Linked DNA regions of Danio rerio: region 1 is linked to region 2. A link is a contact called in public Micro-C data. All regions are on one chromosome and are shown on one strand. Each heading gives the region's core, a stretch centred on a gene start, on an enhancer-like site or on the middle of the called end of the contact. The rest is flanking DNA. Distances are from core to core; before and after follow the strand shown. Region 1 holds the start of bhlhe22 (basic helix-loop-helix family, member e22). Region 2 has its middle 16 kb from the start of ythdf3.

Region 1 (3,202 bases), core at 145-2,644, 190 kb after region 2:
AGCAGACTTTGGCTCATGTCTGACCTTCCAGCCTAATATAATCTTATTTTTGGTATAATGGGAAAAGTAGCAACAAATAATGTACAATTTTGACTTATGTGCAAACATGAAGGAAAATATGTTTTCTGATAATTATCTATTTTAGGAACAAACAGTTAAACATTACTGCTGATATATAATATAATAAAAATATAGTCAGGGACCCGCCACATAAGTGTGTAAATAAATAAGAAAGAAAGAAAGAAAGAAAGAAAGAAAGAAAGAAAGAAAGAAAGAAAGAAAGAAAGAAAGAAAGAAAGAAAGAAAGAAAGAAAGAAAGAAAGAAAGAAAGAAAGTTGCCGACTATGATCGCATGGGGGCGACTCGCACCCACAAATGTGCGGTTTTCTCGTAATCTCATAAACATGGCATTGTTCCTAAAGTTCGCACATTAACACTGTCAATGTGACTTACAGCAGAGTATACGATGTAAATAGGCCAAACGAAGATCAAGTTTTAGGAATTCAGTTATAAAATGCTTACAACCACACACGCGAAATTACGGTTATTTAAAGTGTTGCGTTTTTAATTCATGCTTCTGATACAAATGTCAAAGATCAATCAGTCACTGTGTGATGAATACACAGCTCTTTCCAACAAATGCGGGTAAAATACATTTAATTCCACAAATATTAGAAAATAAAGGCTTTATCTATGCAAGTTCTACCTGTAAGATATTTATTTATTCACAAATAATTTTAATTGCAATTATCTAAAAAATTATTATATTGTGATATACATTTATGAAGCCAAGTTACAAACAGCACTTGTAAGACTTATTTTATATTTGGATTACAGATGCAATATGCACTTACGACAGAAATAACAGTGCTTTCCTTCACTTTTCTACGGTCTTTCCTTTACTTCTCGAGACAATTCAATTAAAACATCCTTTACCTCGAGATCAGTGGTCCTGAATTGTTACATCAAGATAAAAAGAAAATGTTCGATGATGCTCAGATTTTTTAGCGGAAAACCTTTTAGACATTTTGTCTAAAATAAGCCACACAAACGTACATGAAAAGCGAGTCCAACTAAAACATAGCGCGCTAACGTAGAACCCAGAAGTTGTTATTCTGCATGTATCTGCACGGCAAATCTCCTGCAACGGCTTGAATACAGTTGTTCATTGGATTTAGGCAGATGGGAAGAGCAATAAAAGAGCTGGGGTGCTTTTGCAAAGCTGCGAGAACCCCGTTTGGATTGTTTGTTACCGTTTTAATCCCATTAATTAAAACGTTAACCTGATTGGGTGGCGCGCGCTCACTCCCGATAGGCGAATCTTCTTCATATTAATAGGCCGACTTGAGATAATGATGTAAAAGACTCCCCCTTCTGCTGCTGATGCTGATCGCTGCCGAGATCTACAAAGTGCGTCTCAACACGATAAACGCAGTGTAGAGCACTTTAGGAGGAGCTACTGCCTCTACACCTCACTTGACAAGTGGAGCAGCCATCAACATCAACTCCACTTCAGAGAGTAGAAACTTAAGGAGAGGACAGCGGCTGAGCGAAGCCTTGTCACCGCGGCGCATCCGACTTTCTGGAGACTATGGACAGGAGAATAAACTTGGGCGGAGACATTTTTCACAAAACTCTCAGCGCCGTCTCGAGCAAAAAGATGGACTCGTTTCGACCGACTGCGGGTATTGATCTTTCCGCCCGGGACAGCCAGTCGCCCATCAGCTGTTTCGAGCAAAACGACCCGGACCCGGTGCAGCCCGGGGGGCGAGCGGGCACGCTGGGTCTGCCGACCGGATCTTTGTGTGTGAAATACGGCGAGAGCGCCAACAGGACTTCAGGCGCGGAGAGCAGCGGCGGCGAGCAAAGCCCGGACGATGACAGCGACGAGCGGTGCGAGATGATGCTCATGACGGACGGAAGAACGACGGTGCCCGGCGCAAAGTCCGAGGGAGGTAAGAAAAACAAAGAGCAGAAAATGCTGAGACTAAACATCAACGCCCGGGAGAGACGGAGAATGCACGATCTGAACGATGCGCTCGATGAGCTGCGCGCGGTCATCCCTTACGCGCACAGTCCGTCTGTACGGAAACTCTCCAAAATCGCCACCTTGCTCTTAGCCAAAAATTACATCCTCATGCAGGCGCAGGCGCTGGAGGAGATGAGACGGCTGGTTGCGTATCTCAACCAAGGCCAGGCTATCTCAGCAGCCTCGCTGCCCGCGACCACTGCTCTCACGCCGGGTTTAAGCGCATACGAGCAGCCGGCTGGTTACCCGTTCCCCGCAGGAGTTGCAGCATCCTCCTGTCCAGACAAATGTGCCCTTTTCAACAATGTCACCTCCAGCCTGTGTAAGCAATGCACTGACAAGCCTTAAACTCTGCAGCGACTGACTCTAGAAGCACATGCGCAACTTTTGACTCTGAGAAAACAAAAAAAGAGAGAGACTGATGTTTGCCAGCGGTTTTACAATAGAAGAATGCTAAAACTTTTCTTACAACTTCATTCCAACAAACACTGATTGTGTACATAAATGGTATAGCCTATACTTTAAGTGCTGGTGAGCGTGGGATTAAAACCAAACAAAGTCTATGTCTGATGATGAAGAATGAACAGCTAATTAATGTGGACCCTACAGAATGACCTGACAACATGCAACCATGTTTTACCTTGTTTATGATGCCAAACTTTTGAACTCTACCTTGCAATAATACGTGCTACTTTCAATTTATGTTTTGTAAATGTTTGCTTTCAAGTGACATCTGTGTTTTAAAAGCATCGGCTGGAAGGAGAAGCAGCGTATTGGACTTTATTCCAAAGTAGCCTACGTGTAATTTCCCGAAAGCTTAGCAGAGATTGTTGATTTTAAAAAATGTAATATAGCTAATATATTGTTAGTTTGGTGGACTCTTTAAGAAAAGTTGTTTTACTTTTTTATTTCTCTTAATGGATGGGTCTGCATGCCTGGTCTGATTATGCATTGTCATCATTGCTGTAAATCTCGCCGATTTGGCTTTTTATTATAAACACACACATGCGGTTTGGCAATATAGGGACTTGGAGGTTTTAACTTGTTGTCAGGTCGAGACTTGAAGCAGTGTAGATATATTAGTTTCAATATGAGGGGCATTTGTATGTGTTGATGTATTGGAAAGCTTTATTAAAATATTTTGATCCAACGTATTATGCGTTGTGTGTTCTG
Region 2 (3,117 bases), core at 447-2,946:
ATTAGCAATGCCACATTTATTATTTTCAGAATGTTTTCGGCAAAGCTCAGTAAGAATGAGAAAGTCTATTATATAACAAGCTAAATAAGAACTTTTAATTCTTTTATTAAGCAATCTGGATCCAGTCTGAGTTGTCGAAGTTGAGTGAAAAGGTGACGACTTTTTCCCATAGGTGACTGGCTATCTAAAATAAACAATACTTTTCCTTGTTTAGTGATCCAAAGTTTTGAGTTTTACTTTTTCAGAAAGTAATCAGGATTCAGTCTGAATTGCTGAAAATCAGTGAGACGTAATTTACTCTGCACATTATCCATGTTTTTAGAGTTTCGTTACAGAATGTAATCCAGCTAAAGTCAGAATTGCTGAATCTCTTCTGGAACTTTTTGATTTAGTGGCTAATTTGTATGAATTCGCACAATCTCATTCAGACAATTTAGTGCAATTTGCTTATCTCCAATGACAGTTGGGTTTAGGGGCGGGGTTGGGGGCCGCGCCTCCTTTTTAAAATTGTATATTTTCGTACGCCTGAACTCGTACGAATAGCCACTAAATTGACAAAAGTAAAATACTTGCGTTTCCTTGTGAGATCAGGCTGCTGAATCCACATTTTGTTTATTTTTTTTATATTTTAATCAGCATCTAGTCTGAATTGATGAAGCTGAATTAATAGGTGACTCACTTGCTTAATATTTTGTTTTATCAATCCAATGTTTTGAGTTTGTCTCTTTCAGAATGTAATCAGGATTTAGTCCACATTACTGAAGCTGCAGTGTGAACATAATTTTCACATTTCACATAACATTGTTCACATTTTTAGTTTCAAAATGAAATCCAACCTTATTTGTAAGTGCAAAGCCTTTGAGAGAATGAGATATTTTTCACCTATGACTCGGCTAACACAAATATCTTTGCTTAGCTATACAAACTTTGGGATTTCTTTTAATTTGTAATTAAGATTCAGTCTGAATTGCTGAAGCTCTGACTAGCAAACTAAAATAAAGATTATTCAATTATTATTCAATATTTCAGAGAACTCACATTTAGACTTTTTTTAAACTGCCAAAAGCTATTGAGAACGAGGCAGTTTTCTCCTATATATTACTAACTACCTAAAATTAGTAACATATAGTAACATAACGTATATCTTTAGCGATTCCATAGTTTTTTTTTTTGTCTGAATTGCCACTCGCTAGCTAAAACAAACAGTCCTCGTTTAGCGTTCCAACATTTTGAATTTGTCTCTTTCAGAATGTAATCAGGATTTAGTCTGAATTACGGAAGCTGCAATGTGAACATAATTTTCTCCACTTTATCTATATTTTTACTTTTCCTTTTAGAATGTATTCCAGCTTCCAGAACTCTGAGAGAACGAGATTTTCCAATTCTTTATTTAATGGATGCAGAACATTATTTGTATTGTCCAAATTCATAATGCATGAGAACTTTCAGTTTTGCCGTTTGCAAGTATATACTGAGGCCAAGCAAATGAACCAATCTATTTAGGTCTTGATTATATTGATAGATAGATCGATTGATTGATAGATTAATATTGTTGCTATGGTCTGAATGTTTCCAGCGGCTCTTCTGAGAAGACTTGATCTTCTCAAACGTCTGTGAGTAACGCAAAGTAATTACAGTCTCTGCTATTTCCTGTTTGTTGACTGGAAGCTGCCATTTTAAGCTGTTCTCGGTTCAGGAGGTTGTGGGTAAGAAAAACCTGACTCTGCGATTTGGATTCACGTTTTATGGTTGGAGTGAGCACGACGATGACACTGTGGCAAAATGAGACGCCTTCTGCCCCCTTTCCTCTGTGTGCTTCGGTATAAGGCCATGTTTGTATAGGTTACTGTAAATCAATGCTTATTAACGATGCTGATGCTAACTGAGGTATGATGTGATTAATCTGATTTGAAAAAAATAAATATAGATTTATGGAAACGAATACTGAAAGTTGTCTTGACTGCAGCAGGTTTGGATTTATGTATGTGTTGCAAGGCAGAGCTACCAGAGCTAGTTTTAATTAGAATATTATGCAATATAAATGTAATATTTAATACTGCATTATTTTAGAGATATGATTTTTGGGATGCTAATTTTATGGAAAAACTAATACTCGTTTAAAGTGCAATGTGTAAATGAGTTGTATAAAATGAAAATCAGTTTTATACAGATTACACAGGAAAAAATTCACACGAGTTCATTCGTTTGTTGGTTAGATTATACCTGAGCTGTGTTCATCCTCCATTGGGTGGCGCTATTGTCTAACACATTTCAATTTTACCTGCTGAGGAGCATTTGCAAGGCTTAAACACACACACACACACACACACACACACACACACACACACACACACACACACACACACACACACACACACATATATATATATATATATATATATATATATATATATATATATATATATATATATATATGTATTTAATTTTATTAAATCTCTCAATGTCCAAATCAATGTAAAATATACATTAAGATACGCAGATGCAACTTTTTTTGAACAATATTTTTTTATATTAAACATTTTAAAATTGACAGGATTAATTTTTCAGTTTAGTAAAAAAAAATTTTTCATTAAGTTTAAAGAAATAATACAAAAACAAAAATACAACAAGAATAATATACCTTCAAAATACCTTAACACATTTTGAAAGAAAAAAAATAATATAACAATATATTATTAAATAATACAGCAATAACATATTTGTCTACATTTCTTTCAATGTCTGTCAGTTCAAGAAAAGAATCACCATCTTAATTCTTCAATACTTTTCAAATAGACCAAAATATATGAATTTTGTTTTTCAAAATATAGGTTATCTATTTTAAGGCAAAGCAAGAGGTCATTCCCTTTATCCACTGATACACCAGGACTGTCTTCGTTTTATTTTGTAAGTTTAAGTATTTAATCCAACAACAGTGCTATGTTTAAAAAAATAAACAGGGGTTTAGGCTTAGATTAAAAAGAAAATCACAAAATTCTAATATATAAAAAGTTTTGTGTGCCAATGTATTTTACATAAATATAGCAAAGATGCAATATATTACATTATTAAGTTGAATATAAAGTACAGAGCTCATTAAAGTGATTAGGAAAATAT

The links. Hi-C and Micro-C count contacts between places; a contact is called where the count stands out from the background.
Region 1: a contact with region 2 is called in a Micro-C map of caudal fin, with 8 times the contacts expected there. The contact joins the promoter of bhlhe22 here to the enhancer-like site in region 2. A contact is called at or near these places in 6 of 18 Hi-C or Micro-C datasets (caudal fin, embryo, hematopoietic stem cells and 1 more) and 2 of 4 datasets of contacts at active chromatin or transcription factors (embryo and gastrula embryo).

Annotation. Positions count from the first base shown.
Region 1 is chr24:28,415,622-28,418,823 of GRCz12tu, forward strand. It overlaps bhlhe22 (basic helix-loop-helix family, member e22), which reads left to right and starts at 1,395. Exons shown (of 1, transcript NM_200955.1): 1 at 1,395-3,183. The coding sequence starts at 1,592. The coding sequence ends at 2,377.
Region 2 is chr24:28,221,980-28,225,096 of GRCz12tu, forward strand. No RefSeq gene overlaps it. Among named protein-coding and RNA genes, the nearest start is that of ythdf3, 16 kb to the left of the region's middle. Within about 2 kb of position 1,697, at least 3 of the 62 cell types and tissues checked have an H3K27ac peak or open chromatin away from gene starts, as enhancers often do. A contact at or near this core is called in caudal fin, where this site is marked.